Linked DNA regions of Mus musculus: regions 1 and 3 are each linked to region 2. A link is a contact called in public Hi-C data. All regions are on one chromosome and are shown on one strand. Each heading gives the region's core, a stretch centred on a gene start, on an enhancer-like site or on the middle of the called end of the contact. The rest is flanking DNA. Distances are from core to core; before and after follow the strand shown.

Region 1 (4,632 bases), core at 162-2,661, 780 kb before region 2:
GTTTGAGGCATTTACTTAACAAGCATCTCCTTTTGTCCTGACTTTGAGGATGAAGTATGACATTGAAAAAAACGTAAGTCTGAGAGATGGGGAGATGGCTCAGTAGTTAAATCACTCACCACCAAAACAAGAAGATCTGAATTCAGATCCCCAGAATTCATGTAAATGATATGTGGGCATCCTGACCCAGGTGGCCCACCTGCAATTTTCAGCCTCAAGAGATGGAGACATGGACCATGCAGGCTAGGAAGGACAGCTCGCATCAGTGAGCTCTGGGTTTAAGAGATCTTGCCTTAAAACATAAGGTGGAAAAGCAATAGAGGTAGATTTAACATTCAACGTAGGGTGTACCTGCTTGTGTGCACCAGTACACACACACACATACACACACACACGAGCTTACACATGTGCATGCTGCACAGGTATATACCATACACATAAAGAGGAAAAAAAGGAAAAATATAAGTAAAAATGGCTTTGACTTTCATAAAATAAAAGATTCATCTTATTAAAGCTTCAGCAGCCACTTCTTAAAGCTCTGCATGCATTGGGGATATTCCATGTTCTACACAAGTAAAAACATTTTAGCTACCCATGCTTTGGCTCTTATCAAGTTTCTAGTTACATCTCATTTTTTGTGGTGGTGGTGGTATTCTGAGTTCCTCTCACTGGCATGAAGATGGTTTGTCTGGCTTAAAAAGAGCCCGTGTGAACCTTGTCAGAGAGACCTGAAATAAAGCTGTGGCGTGCCCTTGTGTTCACACTAAGTCAGGTTGATCTCTGTGTGCCTCAGCTCACAATTCACACTCCTCACTATCACTCCCAAGCGACACCAGATATCTGTAGTCAGAGCACTGCCTTGCTAAAAATAGAACACAGTGATACCCAGGTACCACCCAGGGAGGCCGCCTCGCAAAGCGACAGATGGCCTCTCTGGAACAGCACCATGCCACAGGCTCTCTCAGGTGACAGAGTGCAGATCTCGTGCCAGCCCTTGCCAGCTCTGATCCTAGATGCTATCGGGCACACAGAATGAAATGGATAGGCATCCCCTAGCCAGACTTGGAAAGCAGCATGTAGAGATGCCAGAGTGTCCTTGATTCAGCAAGGCAAGTGATCATTTCCAGCTAGTACACAGCCGGCCATTGTATTTCCCGCCTCTGAGGAGCCAGGATACATCCAGAAAGTTGCTTAATGAGCAGAGGTTGGGCGCGGGGGAGCTAACTGGCTGGCTGTGTGATGTGCATGTTTAGTGGAACAGTCGGGGATGTGTTGCTGTGACCTTGTTATTCAGCACAGGTTCCTGCTAGCAAGTAGATGAGGCCAGGAGGACGAGCATCTTGGCCATACCATGTGCTAGCTCTGAGGTTACTGGAAATCATTGAACCTGCCTTGGCCTTGTTGTGAAACCTAGTTCATCCAGTCACTTGTTTACCAACCACATGACTTGCATTATGTTGGGCACCTGCCCTGGAACAACAGTAACTAAGGTCACATGCCCTTTCTACAGCCATCACAACACACTGAGATCCTATACAATAGGCTGCCACTAAAGCAAATGGGGATAACAGGAGGGACAGGAGGTTCTGTTTCAAGTGGGTTGGTAGGTAGAAGGTTTACATTGTATGTGACATCAACTATGTGTGCCCTGTGAAACCCCACTTTGCAAGAAAGTGGAAGTCTCTTTGGTAAGTTCTTTCTAACTTTATTGCTTAATCTGATGGTGTACATTAAAATAGTTTGTTTTGTTTACACACTGGTCTTATTAAAATGTTGCACATAATATAGTTCGTTTTGCAAGGCAAATCTTCCTTTCAGTGTGCCTAATGAATCTGCTACTCAAAGAATCCCATAATGGTAGTTTAGGGGTGTTCTGCCAAGCGTGTATGAAGCCCTAGGTTTGGGCCCCCAGAGTATACAGGAAAGAAGGAAGGAAAGGGGGGAAAAGGAGAAGAAAAATGGAAAGGAAGGGAAAAGGAAGAGACTTTATATCAAGCTGCCCTAAATATAACTGTATCTTAGGTCACCATAATAAAGTTATCATTATTCCTGAACTCGTTGGTAACTGTTGCCACCTATATGGTGACAAGCTGGGTCATCACGGAGTCTTCACCAGATCTTTAAGGGAACCGAAAAGGAATTAGGAGGCAATGGGGCAAGGTGGGAGTAAAGGTTATTCTGAAGAGCGGAAAAGAGGAGTTCCATGTGCAATAGAATCTATACGCTCTGATGAGGGACCAAGACATAGCCTTCTCTGTGATGATACTGAGCAGGTCAAGGACCAAGCCTTAGCCTTTTGCTAGATGATGCTGAGCAGACAAGAGGGCTTTAGCCCATCTACCCAGTGTCCAACTCAGCCAAATGTGAGGCTCATGGCACTGTGTGGGATAAACAAGCATGCTAATTATTTTAAAAAGGAAGGAAAGAAGAAAGAAAAGACTGAAACATTAATTTAAAAACTCATTCTATGTGTATGGATGTCTTATCAGCATATATGTCTAGCATTGAATGTGTGCCTGGTGACTATGAGCTCAGGAGAGGATGTCAACTCCCTTGGAACTGGAGTTACAGGTGTTTATCAGCCACCAAATGAGCACCTGGGAACTGATCCAGGGTCTCCTGGAAGATCAGCAAATGCTCTTAACTGCTGAGCCATCTCTCCAGGCCTGCAAAATATTAACTTTTGAAGCACTAACTACAATGTCTTTTATAAAATATTGATGGGGATCACACAAAGATGAGGCCAATTCCAGTAAAACTGAGCCAGAGAAGTGCCCTCGCCTGCCCAGTAAGGCACTCTGGCTGGGGAGCAGGAGAAAAAAGTGAGTTGCATGGGGCCTAGGAAGTCTTGGCTGCAAACACTGGTGACACAATCCCTTTTCCATTCTGATGACAAATTTTAAATTCTAATAAATCCTATTTGTGAGGCCACTAAAGAGACCTGTCAGCTCAGAAGTAGCTATGCATTCACAGTCTTCCTACAGAAGCCACAAACTGGGCCAAAGTGCAGGCATCTCCGAGAATCTAATTTCCAAGTGTGATGTAGTGCCAGAGCCATACATGGCTCCAAGAGATGGCTCTGAGTGTCCGGCACTCTTCCCTGTGTGACTGGAATCCTCTCAGAGCTCAGACCCATTTGACTTGGTGATTGCAAGTAGCTCTTTGAGAACTCTCTGGGTGTCATGACCAGTGAAGGAGGAAGCCCAGGGGATCCCCCAGTATGTGTGCCCCTGGACAAATCCTCGGCACTCTTCTAAAGCAATCCTCCCAATGTGTGAATAGGTCAGGCCTGCTGACTGTTCAGAAAACCCTCTTTCCTTCCGAAGCTTAATCAGAAAACCCTTATGAAGAATGGGGATATAAATAGAATCCTTGAACCCCATAGTGGGTTTCTCAAGAGTAGATTTTGAAAGTGTGGCAATGAGGAATTTGTTTTCAAAACTTTTTATTTTTTTAAAACAAAACAAAACTATCTAGGGGACACAGAAGAAATGACTGGTCTCATCCTGAATTAGCTAGCAGAGGGTGGAGCCTGGTAGATAGGGAGCCCTCTGAAAGTCCCAAGTTGCAAGTGGCACAGGGAAATTGCAAAGGACATGTCAGCGTGACTCCTTGTTCATGTCTCTGAAAATGTGTTAATTTGGGGAATGTCATAACCCCATGAGGTGGTGACAGAGCATACCTCCCACTCTCTGGGTACTTTGCCATAACCATATGGTGACACATGACACACCTAGACTGCCTGTGCCAACTCTGCCCACTCCTCCTCCCACCCCCCAGAAGCAGAGTGTGAACACAAGCTTTCTTCCCCCACTCTCCCCACACCATCTTCTTCCAGCGTGTTCTTAAATCCATAGGAAGCATGCAGGCTGGGTGTTACTTACCTACTGTCAGAACGATCAAATACTTCTTGAGGGGTAAAAGTGGGAGTCACAGACTGCATCTCCAGCCATTGCCAGCTTTCTTAGCTCTGCAATCAGAGTCCTCTATCCAGGGGCTGTGGTTTTTACCTTGGTTACTGTTCATGTGGGGCAGGTAGTGACTGGAATGGGAGAAAGGCAAGGGCTGAGCAGGCTGGTTATCTGCCTCCCCTGTCTTTCTTCAGAAAGAAATGAGAAAGATAAAGATACACACAATCTGTCTGCCTTGCCGTGTGTGTGTGTGTGTGTGTGTGTGTGTGTGTGTGCTTGCACACGCCTGTGTGAGCACCTGCTGTGCTTTAGTTTTAGAGGAGTACCAGCATCATCAATGTGTATAATACTGAAAATTGAGTCCTGACAAGGACATGGCAAACACACATAGATAACTGGTTTACTCCTCAAAGCTCTGGCAGGCTGATGGATGGATTCCAATTGATCTTAACTTGTCAGGCAGAGTAGGTGAGGATGCAAGAGACCTCAGAAAGCCCACAACCCAATAGCATCTTGTCCCTGTTCAGGATTCAAGAAGAGAACATGTAAAATAAGAAGCACCTGTCCAGGGAGCATTGCACAAGGGAGACCTTGTGGGATCATGTCTGAGCTACAGTAGCTACAGCTGTGTGTGTCCCATCCTCTGTGGCTGTCTGCAACATGGCCATTTATTAGCTCCTATCTCTGGGTCTCAGACCGGCAAACACAAGCCAAGGAAGTG
Region 2 (4,443 bases), core at 1,489-3,988:
GCTCAGGAGGACAGTGGTGTGGGTTTCGGGGTATGCCCTACCCCTCATCACCTCTCTCACCCGAGACAGTAGGGAGAATGGACCCTGGATGGGCCACACCTAGGCAAGCGCAGTAGAGCTGGCCTTGGTGGAAGGGGTGCAGGTGAGCTGGCCTCGAAGACAAAAGCCTGGGAGAGCTGGCCCCGGACACTTGTCTGTTCCTCACCATCTGTGGCAGTCGGGAGAACTGGCCCTGGGCCATGAGAGCGGGAGAGCCGGCCCAGTCCCTCACTGGCTGCAGCACTTGCGAGTGTGGGCCCTGAACTTTGACTGGGTGACACAGTGGAGCTGGATCTGAAAGCATGGGTGTGGCTGAGCCATCCCTGGGGGCAGGAGAGCAGGAGAGCTGACCCTGCCTTCTGCTGATGGCAGCACTGGATGGCCTAGCTGGAGATGGGCTGACCAGCTCAGCTACCACCCAGGCCCAGATCCAGGGCTCTGAATTGGCCTGCCCCAAAATCTATATCATCTGTGAACATTTGGGATGTGTGAAAGGCCAATCCTGCTGATGACACAGGGCAACAACAGGATAGCCAGGAGGAGTCCTGATGAGGATCCAGTATTGATGGTGTCACTGGTCGAAACAGACCAATGACTCATTGCAATGAGCATTTGCAAGTGAAGGTGTGTGGACAGAGCACAGAGCGACACACTGTGGGACACACTGTGACATACTGTTCTCTATGCTTTGTTGTTATTGTCTGTTGCTTGCTTGTGTGTTTTATTGGGGAGGGGGGAGGTTGCAAGGGTGAAGGGCAGAAATGGGGTGGAAAAAACGAGTGGAGGAGGGGTGCATGGTATGAAACTCACAAAGAATCAACAGGAAGTTAAAGGAAAAACCTCCAGTGAGTGTGTTGTCCCTTTCCTATCATAACAACCATTAGCTTTGTCTTGTTAATAAAAGAACAATAATAAAAAAAGACTCAGAAGGAAACTCAAAAACCGTTTATTGAAATCAGATAGAGACTGATCAGGCTCTGGGGTTCTTGGCAGTGGCCATAAGGAGGAAGATGGAAGGCAGAGGGTGTCACTGGAAAGTGGACCTTGGAAGTTGACGCAGGCACTAGAGAAACAGTAAATCAGGCCCCGGACTTCGTTCCTTCTAGTTTTTATTGACGGGACAGAACGCTGCTGGGTAACAGGGCTGTTAAAGCTGCTCTCCAACCTTAGGCCAACCAAAAAGAAAATATTGAACCTTGACGTTGTAGACGGCCAGGTGTTGCTCTGGGTGGTCTAGAACTCAGGTTGAGCCAGGAGTGAGGAGCACCAGGCCACATTAGCTGCTGCCAGGCTGACTTCAGGTTTTATTAGCTTCTACCACCAGTTCACAGCTCCCGTCATGGAGCACACCCAAATCCCTATACCATATTTGGAAAAATCTCTTAACAAGAAAAACTTTTATCTTTCCAAATGTATCTTTTAGACATATAAACAATAGCCAAAGGCGTTAAAGGCGCCTAAACTAATTGACTGCTTTGACAGATAAGCAACATGTTTTAAAATGCCAGAAAGTGATGGTGGCAATACTTGGCATAGAACAGTGTTCCAGGGTGTCAAGAGCCTCTTTCTGTGCCATCTCTGGGCCCAAGAACAGCTCAGATAGTCCTCCATGCAAAACAGAATATACCCCTACTCACTCATGTTTGCTATTTCTTGAAAGTGGTTGTGTGACAACAGGATCCATAAATACGGCACCTGTGAATGGCTCCCTCTAATGTTGCAGACTTAGTGTTGTTCAGTTAAACAAACAACTCCATTTGATCCACCATCTCTAGAATGCGTTTGGTTACAGGGCCTTTCTCTCTTCTTCATGCTGTTTCACGTGTATCGTGTGGAATTGATATTTTTTAATGTAATTTCTAAAATATTGCCCTGCATGCAATATAAAAGCAGTTAGTATTCAGCCTATGGTTACTATTTCTGATTTTATCTGTTGGTAATATTCTCTATTGACTGAGGAGTTGACCTGGAAGTCAGACTGTATGGTAACTAATATTATGTCAACTTGACACAAGCCAGAGTTATCTGAAAGAGAGACACCACATCTTGAGAGCCAGTATTTAGCATTAGAATACAAGCAGCATCAGACCGACCCACTACGGAGTCTGAGACATAGTTCTGACCATAACTTTGACCAAGTTATGTGGCTTCCCTGGGGACCCTCTTTGTAAATAGCAAGTCCCACAGTGCTTCCATAATATGGCAGTGAGGTTTGGAAGAGACCTTGGTTTGGCCCTGATGTCATAACATCTCATTACGTAATTCTTCAAACTAAACATGTCCTTTGGGGTATTGATCTATAGAGTAAAATTAGCTAAAGGAAATTGTGGATAAGGCATAACTTTGAAGGCATAATTGGTTTTTAAGACAATTAAAACTTTTTTCTAAGTTTGTTTGTAAAACCTAAAATCGTTTGATATTATAACCCAGACTTAGCATACCTCACTTGGTAAAATACAGAACTCAAGTCATGTATCAACACAGAAAGAGCTCGGGAGTTAAGCATGCATGGATGACAGGGAGGGGGTCATTTTTAAGTCTATGGGACTCAAGAGTCAGCCCTGCAATTGATTGCAAATTGGCAGGGTAGAGATGTGGGTCATTTGGTAGAATAATTACCAAGCATACCCAGCACTGGGAGTCTTGGCACACATCTGTAATCCTGATGCTCAGGAGATAGAGGCAGGAAGATCAGAGTTCAGGGTCACCATCTGCAATATAAACAGTTACATTCATTGCTGGCCTAACTATTGGCTCACTAGTCACTCCAGGACCCTGCTAGCTCACGTCTAACTGCAGTGTAGCTGGGTCAATGGCAAAGCCTTTTGCTGTACATCCAAGCAGCCTCTGAGCATTTGGGTGTGCGCATTATATATGTGAACTACGGCTGAATGATGTGTAGTCACCATTTAATAACAGAGAAAAAGGCAGCCACCAGGTATATTTAAATGGGGCCTTTAGAACTGGCTTGAGGTATGAAGAAGACAGGGTTTCTCACCTAGGGGAAAGAGCCTTTACTCTCTTCCTAGAACCTTAGAAACAAAGTAGCAACCACATATATATGTAGCACATGCAGCCGGCCACTCTGGAGGTTAGAAGTCAAAGGTTATCAGCAGGCGTGGTCCCTCCTGAGGCTGCCCATGTAGGCTCCCAAATCGATGGTTCTCACTGAGACCCAATGACCACGTCCTATCACCCTCTTTCTATAGACACAGGCCATACAGCATGGGAGCCACACTGAGAATGCCATTTTATTCTGTTTTAGTGAAAGCTTTATCCAAATACAGTCATCGCCCTGCAATATATATATATATACACACACATAGTCATCCTGGGACGAGTTTAACAACAGACATGAGAGGTGGGGACACACAGCTCCTAACAGAAAGCCTTAGTTCGGGGCAGCGAAGAACTTTGCATTGCCTTAAGAGTGCTGGTTACCTACCCTAGGCTGACACAGGGTGAGGCCTTTCCTCAGCCCTCAAGTTTTCTCTAAGTAATTTCTTATAATCATTTCTTATACTTCCAAGTCTTCCTCTGAGCTGAGAGAATAGAGATGACAGGCAATTTGTGATCATTATCCACAGCGTTTTACAGAGGAGGGCAATGCGCTTACTGTGGGACACTTAACGCACATCTTAGCTGTCGCCACGGAGACACAAGGGTTCTTTATGTATCCCCTCATCGCTGATTTCAGTTAGCTTCAGGCCTCCTAACAACTCTGAGCAGTCTCAACAGTGAACTCTGAACATAGATCTTTCCTCCCCAAAACAAGCAGCTCCCAAAGGTGATGAGCTGTGGATGTAGCAGCCAAAATGTGTTTTCAACCCCCCCCCGCCACACCCACTCCAACAAGGCCACACCCCTCCAACAAGGCCACACCCCTCCAACAAGGCCACACCCCTCCAACAAGGCCACACCTCCTCCAACAAGGCCACACCCCTCCAACAAGGCTATACCTCCTAATCATTCCTAAACAGTTCACCAACTGGGCACTAAGTGTTCAAAAATATGAACCTATTGGGATCCATTCTCATTCAAACCACCACATATATACATAAATACAACCTGTTTGCCTGCTTGGTCTTGATAATGTTACCTGTGTTTAAACCTTAGGTCTGGGGGCTAGAGAGATGACTCAGTGATTTAAGAGCACGGGCTATTCTTCCAGAGGTCCTGAGTTCAATTCCCAGCAACCACAATAGCGGTTCATAACCATCTATAACAGGATCTGATGCCATCTTTTGGTGTGTCTGAAGACAGTAACAGTGTACTCATATACAACATAAAATAAATAAATCTTTAAACCCTTTAAAGGACTGACCACTAGCACTGGATAACCAATTCACGTACTCTACCTGGAGAAGATCATTTCTCCTGCTCTCCGCGTTTCCTGGTTGCCCA
Region 3 (4,793 bases), core at 2,046-4,545, 990 kb before region 2:
GGATGCCAGGACTTTGGATGTTTAGAACCTATGGGGGTGGGGGGGCTGTAATTCCAGCATCAGAAGGCAGAGATGGGGAGCGCTTGAGCAAGCTGGCTAGCCAGACCAGTCATCTGGGTGGGTGGGGAGCAGTGGATGTTATTCTTTATCCTCTGGCTCCCGCTGTGGCTATGAAGAGGTTCGCTGCGTGCAGTTGTGTCTTAATATTGAAACGCCAGCTAAGTATATATTATGCCTTACTAGTATTTCTGTTGGTGCGATGTCAGTGTACATATGTATGTTAGATTTCATTTTCTTTTTCCTCAAGCCTGTGACCTCACAGTTAACACTTTATACTTTATTTAAACTCAAACTTGTTTGTCTCACCCACATCTTATTTGGAGTTTATAACACCCAGCTGAAAATTTAACTCCAGCCATGGTACTTTTTCATAACTGAAAACCGATTTCCCCCCCACATTTGCCTGGCGGTTTTCACCAGGCTTTATAGCTTTTAAATGTTCAGGTTCATGTCTACCTGAGATTCTGCGCATTTGCTTCCAGAGTGAGGTAGTTGGGAGTTGCTTTTCTAATTTTTAATTTTTTTTATCTTTTTAATATATATATTTTAAATGTTTATGTGCCTTTTGCCTACGTGTATGGGTGTGTACCACATGTGTGCCCGGTGTCTGTGGTACCAGAAGAGATGCTCTTGTGAGTAGCTCTCTGAGCACATACTCGGCTAAGGACATCTCTGTGGTTACGAGATGTCGGAGCTGTTAGATGACCGATTCTGAGTCGGCATGCATTGATATCCTTCTGTGGGTTGAAGAGGGTGCTTTCCTGCTTGGGGGAATTGTAGCTGCTCCAGCCTGTTGCCAGGGGGCGCTGTTGGTCTGAGCCTTCAGAGACCTCTATCTGCATGCCGGCCTTGAGACAAGGGTTTATATGCTGACCTTTGCTGGGTCCTGCGCTACAAAGCTAACATTACACCTGCCTTCCGGGTGGTCACTCTAGCCTGTAGATTGGAGTCCTTGATAATGGCTTCTGGTTGTGTATCCCTCCATCCACACCCTCACTGAGGAGATGGAGGGGGCGGGGCATGTCCTTTTTGGGGAAGGCCTGTTTTCAGCTGTCTCTGCAGAAGCTCCTGAGGTATCTTCATTCAGGCTTTTAGTGCGGGTGTTGTTATTACGAAGGTACATTCTGTGTGGAATTCTTCTGAGGCCTGAATTTAGTCTGGAGGACATTCTATTTTGTAGTCACACTAAATATAGATTTTTGGTTTGGGATTTTGGGGGCCTCTTTATTAATGGAAATCCTAGTCCTAGATCCCAGGAGTGGGCTTTTCTTTGTGTACAGGGGTTTGAGACCCTTAGGCCATGGCCAGAGTGAAAGCCAAGCTATCTATGTACCTTTGTCTGTCCAGTGGGCTGTGTCTTCCCTAACTCACTGTGTGATGTTTGTAGATTTGTGGTTTCTGGCCAGAACTTTGATCTTTCTTGGCTACTAGACTTGGCCCCTCTCCCTCTCTATCTCCTCCTCCCCAACTCTCCATCTCCCCCTCTCTCTCTCCTTCCTTTCCTCCCTCCCTCCGTCTCCCTATCTCCTCTCTCTCTGTAGGTGCCTACCCCTAATATTAGAACTCAGAATGTAGGTTGCCAGCATAGCCTAAGTTCCTAAGGGGCACCAGTGAACACCAGTGAATTTCTGTCCTGAAATTTTTATGAACTTTCATGTTTTCTGAGTTCCTGTTGAAAAGAAGCATCTTAAATATTTTATCAGTCACCTTTGGATGTTGTCTAGAAGGGGCTCGTCGCATTCTACCTGGCAGTTGTCAAAGACAGTCAGCGACTCTGTGTTTCCAGCCCCTGTATTCGTCCCCTGGTATCTGCACTGATGTTGGAGATGACCCGTGTGGGCTACAGCTGAGCCTCTTGTTCTTAACTAGTGGTTGTTTCTCTGGAGTAGAGTCCTTTCCAACTCTCTGCCTCGTGTAGTATGGAATCTGCATGCTCACTACTTGGTATTCATAGGACTTCCTCATTTCCATTGCTAAAGTTTGATGTCTGGACTCCAGTCTGATATTTCAGACATGGCTTCTGCTCTGCAACAATGTACAAAGCCCAAGCACACAGCACAGGCTTGTTCTGAAGGATAGTCACTAATGTAGCCAACACTAATAGCAACAGGAGTAAGAGTTTGTACTAGAAATGGCTGGAAGCTGGGAGACCCTGAAGAGTTTCAAGGAAGGAGTGAGTGTTCCATTTGGCAGAATCCAGAATGTTTCAGAAGAAGCAGGGCCACTGTGGGAGGCGTCCAAGAGCCCTTTGTACACGATCAGGTGTGAATTTGTGAATGCATGAGGGTGGTGGGGGTTGGGGGTGAGAGAAACAGGTAAACAGGTGGACAGAGAAACCAGAAGGGTCTGTCTATAATGAGGTAATTTCAGGAGATGAAGAAGGAATGTGAGAAACGCCAGTGCTAACTTATACATAGGTGAATGAGCTTCATTGTGAGGGAACCAGCAGCCGAGTGCAGTGGTGACAAATGGATGGAATCCATCCCGGTGTCAGGCGAAGTGTCTAGCAGCAGCACACACTAGACCAGGCCGTGGACATAATCCTTTGTGTCTCTGGGAGTTTCACGGAGGCTCTAAACATGGCCTTTGGTATTGCTCTGAGCAATCCAGCTTTCAGCTGTGTAGAAATTATGGGACACATACCGTGAATCCTGGGCTTCATTTATGTAATTTAAAAAAATGCCTTCAATATCGTGAAAGTTTAAAAACATTTTCTTTGATTTTTTTTTTTATGTAAAAATATCCACTCTCTTACTTTTATGCTCAAAGTTTAGTTTTCTCGTTTGCATGTTGACAACACAGACTCTTTAAGGGCTCGAGGGGAAATATTTCATTTAAAATAAAACCTTATATGGCACATTAGTGTTTTTCTTTGTGATTTAGGTTGAATATACTAATTTTTGAAAGATGTTTATCCCTTTTTTCAATCTGATAAAAACTAGTGCAACTTCTCTTCAAAGTGAAGTTTAACACAGGTAAAAGTGAACTTTCCTAGTTGGAAATGGCTCTCCATCCTCCATTAGATAAGCAAAAGATTCCAACATAATTTAAACAAAAAAGAATCGGGAGGAGTCACCATAGGCAAAAATACGAAGTGCTTTAGCTTTATGTCCTTGGGAGCATCAATGTTCAGAAGAGGACTCCAGATGACCCCACTGCTGGCGCTGATCTCTAACGATCACAGAGGCGGGGGCAGGGTTCACGCCTGTGTCTGTACACCGTGCTCCCTGTGTGCAGATGTGTCTTCAGGGGCCATGGAAATTCCATCATTTCGAAGGTCAGTGGGCTAGGGGCTAAGCACGCAGTGTCAGCAGCATCAGCATAGTCTCTAATTCATCACCTTCAAATACGGTGTCTAAATTTAGAAAGAGAGATTAAGCAAGGAAGGTGTGGCTGAGTGGGTTAAGGCAGGATTGTCCTTTCTGCACACCCTTCTCTTTATTTAGCCTGAGAAGCAGGTCACCTGAACATGTCAGTGCTCCAGAGAGAAGGCCCTGCTCCATTCATTTTATTATTACAGTTATCACATCAGTTTGCTTCTCCGTTTTTACCTGCTTCTTTCTACGCAAGTGTGTAGTTTTCAGTGTTTTCTTGTAATTTAAAATATCTTTGTATGTATGTGTACAACTGTGTAGTTATGTGTACATGTATGTGGTTCTGTGTGTGTGTATGTGTACAACCATGTGAATGTATGCATGTATGTGTTTCTGTGTGTGCATGTGCGTATGTGTGTATATGTGTACATGTATTTGTGTGTGTATGTGTGTGTACATGTATGTGTGCTGTCTCTGCCTTCCCATTTCTGGGATTATAGATATGCTGTTGATCTTGACTTACAGCTTTTCATAATAAAACTGCTTAACCATTCAGTAACTTTAAGTCTGATATTTACGTATCTACCTTGTTTTGGACTAAGAGCAATATTTTCTTTTGTCAAGCTTTCTAGTTGGGTCTTCTTAATACTCACCCAGTGTGTATCCATGTCTTTTCTTTGGCTTAAAGATCTTTTGTTGTGGTTCTTCTAGTGGACACGTGGAGCAGGAATGGAATGAACTGAACAATACCCTTTGGGACTCTGTTGTCTAGACAAGGGGCTGAGACTGTGTGGGTACCTGCTCCTCTCTTCCAGGGCTCTTTAAACTAACCCAGCCTTGTAAGGAACCAGTGGCTTGTGCCTGAACAGGACAATCCTGTTTTCTACAGATCCCATTGCTGGTCTATCGGAAAACTCCCAGAGGCAGTACTTGCTGTAGGGCACAGTCTGGGCATCTTTACAGAGACAGCCCACTGCCAACGTGTCAGTTATAGAGTTTCTGTGAGGATGAAAGAGCAGTTCCTTGGGAATTAGACCTGCTCTGTGTCCAGCAGGGGATACAGCATGTCTCTGTTGGCCTTTAGAGGAAGAGGCCTCACTTTGTCTTGCTGATGCTTGGCTTATAGTTCCCCCTCCTCAGAGAGCTGGTCTTAGGCATGTCAGGGATACTGTGGGGGTGACCCTGACCACTTTTATTCCATCTATAACACATTGTACAATCTTGCAGCAACCTCAGACAATCTTACCGGGTGTGTTATTACTCAGCTCTGTGAATGCTTTGATGTACAGATGTCCTTCAGCACAGAAGAGAGACAGAACTCATTGTACAGCACAGTCTGCTTTCAAGGTGTGACAGGGCTGGAGCCAGAGGGTCCATCGACATTGACATCGACATCGAAGGCAGGCATTGCACCATTCC

What was found. Hi-C and Micro-C count contacts between places; a contact is called where the count stands out from the background.
Region 1: a Hi-C map of liver shows a contact between it and region 2, with 10 times the contacts expected there. The contact joins two enhancer-like sites. A contact is called at or near these places in 1 of 484 Hi-C or Micro-C datasets (liver) and 1 of 115 datasets of contacts at active chromatin or transcription factors (the NIH/3T3 cell line).
Region 3: a contact with region 2 is called in a Hi-C map of liver, with 4 times the contacts expected there. The contact joins two enhancer-like sites. A contact is called at or near these places in 2 of 15 datasets of contacts at CTCF or cohesin (the NIH/3T3 cell line and large pre-B cells), 5 of 484 Hi-C or Micro-C datasets (B cells, bone marrow-derived macrophages, liver and 2 more) and 10 of 115 datasets of contacts at active chromatin or transcription factors (the NIH/3T3 cell line, astrocytes, bone marrow-derived macrophages and 6 more).

Annotation. Positions count from the first base shown.
Region 1 is chr6:146,123,825-146,128,456 of GRCm38.p6, reverse strand. All of the region lies in intron 55 of Itpr2 (inositol 1,4,5-triphosphate receptor 2), which reads left to right. Among named protein-coding and RNA genes, the nearest start is that of Gm35768, 18 kb to the left of the region's middle. Within about 2 kb of position 1,411, at least 29 of the 459 cell types and tissues checked have an H3K27ac peak or open chromatin away from gene starts, as enhancers often do. A contact at or near this core is called in liver, where this site is marked.
Region 2 is chr6:145,343,171-145,347,613 of GRCm38.p6, reverse strand. No RefSeq gene overlaps it. Among named protein-coding and RNA genes, the nearest start is that of Gm38926, 3.0 kb to the left of the region's middle. Within about 2 kb of position 2,738, at least 5 of the 459 cell types and tissues checked have an H3K27ac peak or open chromatin away from gene starts, as enhancers often do. A contact at or near this core is called in liver, where this site is marked.
Region 3 is chr6:146,336,098-146,340,890 of GRCm38.p6, reverse strand. All of the region lies in intron 26 of Itpr2 (inositol 1,4,5-triphosphate receptor 2), which reads left to right. Among named protein-coding and RNA genes, the nearest start is that of Gm35596, 120 kb to the right of the region's middle. Within about 2 kb of position 3,295, at least 5 of the 459 cell types and tissues checked have an H3K27ac peak or open chromatin away from gene starts, as enhancers often do. A contact at or near this core is called in liver, where this site is marked.